2 separate regions of the Columba livia genome follow, and region 1 is linked to region 2. A link is a contact called in public Hi-C data. All regions are on one chromosome and are shown on one strand. The core of a region is the stretch at or near the end of the contact, and the rest is flanking DNA. Distances in the headings are between cores, read along the strand shown.

The links. Hi-C and Micro-C count contacts between places; a contact is called where the count stands out from the background.
Region 1: a Hi-C map of crop shows a contact between it and region 2, with 2.2 times the contacts expected there. The contact joins the promoter of LSS here to the enhancer-like site in region 2.

The regions. Positions count from the first base shown.
Region 1 is chr7:36,487,702-36,490,401 of bColLiv1.pat.W.v2, forward strand. LSS (lanosterol synthase) reads left to right here and starts at 1,367. Exons shown (of 23, transcript XM_065069397.1): 1 at 1,367-1,911; 2 at 1,991-2,174; 3 at 2,249-2,387; 4 at 2,473-2,581. The coding sequence starts at 1,421.
Region 2 is chr7:36,440,834-36,443,533 of bColLiv1.pat.W.v2, forward strand. It overlaps DIP2A (disco interacting protein 2 homolog A), which reads left to right. Exons shown (of 39, transcript XM_065069390.1): 8 at 380-577; 9 at 2,135-2,226; 10 at 2,467-2,577. Among named protein-coding and RNA genes, the nearest start is that of S100B, 41 kb to the right of the region's middle. Within about 2 kb of position 1,423, at least 1 of the 3 cell types and tissues checked has an H3K27ac peak away from gene starts, as active enhancers do.

The sequences.
Region 1 (2,700 bases), core at 117-2,616, 47 kb after region 2:
ATTACAGCATAAATCTGGGGTGTCTTTCCACTCCTGGTGGGGAAGGGCTTGTGAACTGAGTCTCGTGTGCTGGACTGCAATTAAAGGGGGCAAGTTGTGGCATTTGCTTTTGCGAGCTCGATGGCATCCCTTTCTCAGGGGAACACTTTCAGCTTCTACTGTCTCCACAAGCAGCACGCTCACCCACAACAGGCGCAGAGCCTTACCCTGTCAACTGTGGTCTAAACCTCAGACCTATTAAAATGAGTAAAAAAATAGTGCCCAAGTATCAGGAGTTTGGCAATTATTAAAAACAAAACTTCCATCACTAAAATGGAATTTCTAAGGCAGACAGGTTGTATAGAGACTCATCTCAGGCAGATTCATTGTGACTTAGTTTTTTTCTTAAATCTAAATTAAACAACAGGCTATTAAGCCCCAAATACAACACCCACACCAGTGAACCTCTCGAGTTCCCTTTGTCCATTTAAGCTGCAAGAGGAGCAACACAGCTCTCCCTAGTGAGGACCAGTGGTATGAGGCACAAGTGAGATGTCATCCTCATGCCGTGACAGCCCCGGGGAGGACTCCCACACCATTAGCTCTTCAGACAAAATTCTGCTGTTACTGAACACGGCCAGGGCTGGACTGTGTGTCACCTAAGCCTGGTAATTCTATAATTCCCAAATCAAATTACTGTATCCTCTGCAAATAATCCCTGGGGTTATGCTGGGCATGAGTGAAGAGCTATTTACCAGCAGAGGAACGTTTTAAATTTAACTTGTAGTGTGTGAATATAGTAAGTGTTAATTCACAGGTATGTTTGTGCCATGGGGTGCTCATGGCTGCCACATTTGGGAGCAGCTCTTTTATCCCTTTTATCCCTGGGTCCCCTGGCAGTGCACAGCCATGGAGGTGGTCCCTGCCTCCAGGGCCTTAGAGTTAAGGTTTAGTTTTGATCACAAGTATTTATGGCCATGACTTTGGGCTTTTGTACTGAGCTTTCCACTGGCGTAGCTTGATCCGCTGTCCCCTTTGCCATAGGAGGGAAGCTGGGTTGTTCTGAAAGGTGACAGGGAGAAATTTATCTACCGCATTTAAACAAGTACATATTGAATTCCCACCCAGCCCTTCCAACACACAACAGCAGCAAGTAAAGCATCTCTGGCTCCTGTGCTTCCTTCCCAGAGCAGGTTTTATGTGTTATAAGCACAGTGCATTGCCTTGGAGGGACAGGGATGGTAAAAAGATGATGTCTGCAGATGTGGAAAGGAAAGGAAAGAAAGGGAAAGGAAAAGGGAAAGGAAAAGGGAAAGGAAAAGGGAAAGGAAAAGGGAAAGGAAAAGGGAAAGGGAAGGAAAAGGGAAAGGGAAAAGAGGAAGGGAAAGGGAGGAGGAAAGGAAAGGTGAATGTGCACTTTAAGTCCGTGGGCAGCTCCAGAATGCAGCTGCAGGGTTCCAGCCCGTGTCGGGAGGGTTTGCCAGCCGGGCATCTTTCTGTCCCACAAAATCCCATTCGCAGCCCAGCTCAGGTCTGCTCGCTTCTGCCAGTGGTGCAGACCCCGGTGTCCGTCTGTCCCCGAGGGGCTCCCTGGCTCGTCCCGCCGCCCCCCAGACAAGAGGCTGGTGTCGCTGCGACTGGCCGGGTGACAACCCTGCGAGAACCCCTGTATAACCCAGGACGGGCACTGTCCTCCGGAGCAGCCCGGGTGGTGGCCGAGGCGGGGCCGCTCCGCCCGGGGCCCGTCCCCTCACCCGCTACCGGCACCGGCCCGGGGAGGCGGAGCGGGGGCGGGGCTGCCGGCCCCATTGGCTGCCGCCCGTGGGGCGATGTCGGCCCAGGGCGGCGCGGCTGCGGCTCCGGTCCTTGTCCCGGTCCCCGTCCCGGTCCCAGCCCGGCGGTGATGGAGACGGCGACGGCGGCGAACGGCGGGTGAGTTCGGGCGCGGCGTTCGGGACCGGCGGGGCGGAGCGGGGTGGCGGCCGCTGCTAACGGTGCCCGTGTGCTGCAGGCCGGTGCGGCGGCGCGGCGGCCCGTGGCGTTCGGCGGCGGCCACGGCGCTGCCCGACTGGCGGCTGCGCTGCGAGGGCGGCCGGCAGCGCTGGCGCTACCTCGGCGACGGGGACGATGGCGAGGCGGGCGGCGAGCGGCGGGCGCAGACGGCGCTGGAGCAGCACAGCCTCGGGCTGGACACGGTGCGGGCCGGGCAGGGAACGGGCGGCGGGGCCGCGCCGAGGGGCGCCCCGGCTGAGGCGCTGTCTCCCCGCAGGGCGAGACGCTGCGGCCCTCGGCGGCGGCCGGCACGGCCCGGGAGGCTGCCCGCAAGGGAATGCGGTTCTACGCCGCCTTGCAGGCTGAGGACGGGCACTGGGCAGGTGACTACGGCGGGCCGCTCTTCCTCCTGCCAGGTAGGTCTTTGTGGGTGCCCTCCCCGAGAGGGGTGAGTGCGTTGCGTTCGGCTTCCTACAAGAGCCGGCATGTCTGATCTTCCAGGTCTCCTCATCACATGCCACACTGCCAAGATCCAGCTGCCCGAGGGGGTTCGGAAAGAGATGGTGCGCTACCTGCGCTCTGTGCAGCTCCCGGATGGAGGCTGGGGCTTGTGAGTAGCAAAGATGCCGCTTTTAGTGATGGTACCTCTAAGGCCCAGCACTTGGAGCTGCTGCCAAATCTCTGCCTAGGCTTAGGGAGTGGGACACAGCAACTGTGTTATCTCTGGAA
Region 2 (2,700 bases), core at 173-2,672:
TTCAGTGTAGCGAAAATAAATGTCCAGTTGTGACTGAAGCCATTCTGATAATGCTTCTTGACTCGGTGTAGGGTTTCATTTAAACAGGTGTGAAGAGCAAAGAGCAGAAAACTATCTCTCCAAAGTAGAGAAAGAGAGTGAACTAGGGATTGAAATTCTACTCCTGTGGCCAGGTGCTTTGAATAACGTGGAATCAGAGCTCCAAAGTGATGGCAATTATTTTTTCTGGAGCCAAGAGCTGATGAGCTTAGCATCATCAGAGAGCAGAGAAGTGGTGGTAGCTGTGGGGAAGAGGAAGGTGAGAACAGTTCGTAGAACAGCCTGTGGAGTGTAACTTGCACCTGTTGTAAGGATTGACATTTTCCATGTCTGGTTTCAGTGCAACAGCCTGACCCAAACCAACCAAAGCCCGAAGGAAACCAGGTGAACGTTCTCAAAGGGGAGCCCGTAGGTGTGGTGACCAACTGGCCGCCCTCTCTGCTGGCCGCGCTGCAGCGCTGGGGAACCACCCAGCCCAAAGCCCCATGTCTCACGGCGCTGGACACCACCGGCAAAGCTGTTTACACGCTCACCTACGGTAGGTGTTGGTGGTAACTGCCAGGTGTCCATTGTGCAATTGATTTGTTTTACTTAAGAGGGACTGACTGTGCTCAGGACAGATACTTTGAGATTGCTGTTTGAATGGTGATGGTGAATTCATTGTCTGTGGAAAAAAACATTTTAAAGAATATGGTATTGACTCCTTACAAGTGGCTATTTGTAAATTTCCAACAATTGTGTGGGTTTTTTCTTAAAGAGAACACTAAAAATAGCACAGTGTGAAATAACAGGAAGAAACAGACGACTAAACATGGCACTCCTCAGATTCCCAGAGCAGATATGAAATTTTAGCATGTTTTTGCATATCCTTACAGAGAAGATTTGTACTTTAGGAGCATAATAAAGATGTTATTGTGGGAAGAGTAACTTGCCTGTATCAATGAGCTAAAAATATTTTAGTAATTGCATTTTTTTGAAAGTAAGCGTCCTCCCCCGGGCAGTTAACTACAGCATTTCATTGGATAGTATGACAGAATGTTAAAGTTTCTTGTTTGCATTCTTACAGCTGAAGTATGTTACAGGAAATGTCACTGAGTAGCTGCATCGGTTTCATTACTTTGCAGTGGAGCTTTGAGAATTGTTTAGAATATCATGTTTAGTTTTACATTTGGAAAATAAAAAGGAAAAGAAAAACTAACAAGAAGCCGAGCTCTGAATTGTACTCGACCTCTCTGCCAAGTGCACTGAATGGCCAGACTGGCCAGTTGATGTACTTGAGTCCTGTGTAACACAGGGACAAAAATGTTGAATTGACAAGCTTGGGACTGACAAACACAAAATAACTGATGGCTGCTGCGTGGTCTTGAAGGATGTCAGTACATGATAAAGACCCTGTACTAGAAAGCGCAGTCCGGGATGCTGTTTGCCGCAGCATGCTGCTTTGGGGGAGTCTTGCTTTGATTTACCATTTAGAGTGGAAGATCTTTGCTGTTGCTCAATTTTTTATAAATAGTTTCTCTAGCAAAGCTCTTTTTTTTTTTTTTTTTTTTTTTTTGGACACTAAAATTTAAAAATTGATTTTTACATTGTGTCAAGTAGTTAGATTGTCTTTGTATTTAATAACTTGGAATATTTTGTTCTGAATTATTGAGAGCTGTGTAAATCACTACCAAGCCCTGAAATGGCATTTTAGAGCCAGATATTGTGGCATTTATTCCAGCCTTTGTTGATTTCAGTTAAGTTTATGTCCAGTTTAGGATTTTTCTTTTTAGGATCTTTCATTTCCAAGCAGCTTGCTTTCTCTAAGAGCCTCCTTAAGTGCCTTTTGGAAATGCAGTGAGGTTGTATCAACCAGATTAGAGCGTGTGTGTGGACACTCGCACTGAAACACCAGAGGACTCGGTAGGTTTGTGAGGTGGGGTTGTGCTCACAACAGCAGCGTCCGCTTTTGCACACTCACTGGCTCCTGTGCCTTTTCACCCTGTTCTAACGCTACTGACTTGCCCAATGCATGTATCAGGCACTGAGATTTGAAATTAAATGTTAAAATTGTAGTGTCTGTTTGAAATGTCTGTATTGTCTGTTTTTTCTTCAGGCAAGCTGTGGAGTCGAAGCTTGAAGTTAGCGTATACCCTGCTGAACAGGCTAACCACTAAGAATGAACCCATGCTGAAACCTGGAGACAGGGTAGGCTTCTGTTTTAAATGGTCTCTAGGGATATAATAAGACAGTGAGGACCAGCTTTAGCTAAAGAAAACCTTGTTATACTGTGACTTATTATATTATCACAACATTTAGTGTTTCTGTTCCTAGTTTAAATACAAACCTGAACGTTGTTGGGAAGATTTATTTTCCACAAATTAAAAAGCAGCCCTCCCTTCCACAATGACAGCAAAAAACATTTGTTATTTTAATGTGTTTTTATAGGTAGCTCTCGTATTTCCTAATAGTGATCCGGTTATGTTTATGGTGGCATTTTATGGATGTCTCCTGGCAGAACTTATTCCCGTTCCAATAGAAGTTCCGCTAACAAGAAAGGTAGGCAAATCTATTCAGCAATTTTATGGCTTGATAAATAAAGGGAGCGGGGGGGTGGTCTAAATCCTCTAGTCCTTACATGGGACCCCTCAAAGCCTGCACTTTTGAAAGCAGTATGGTGCA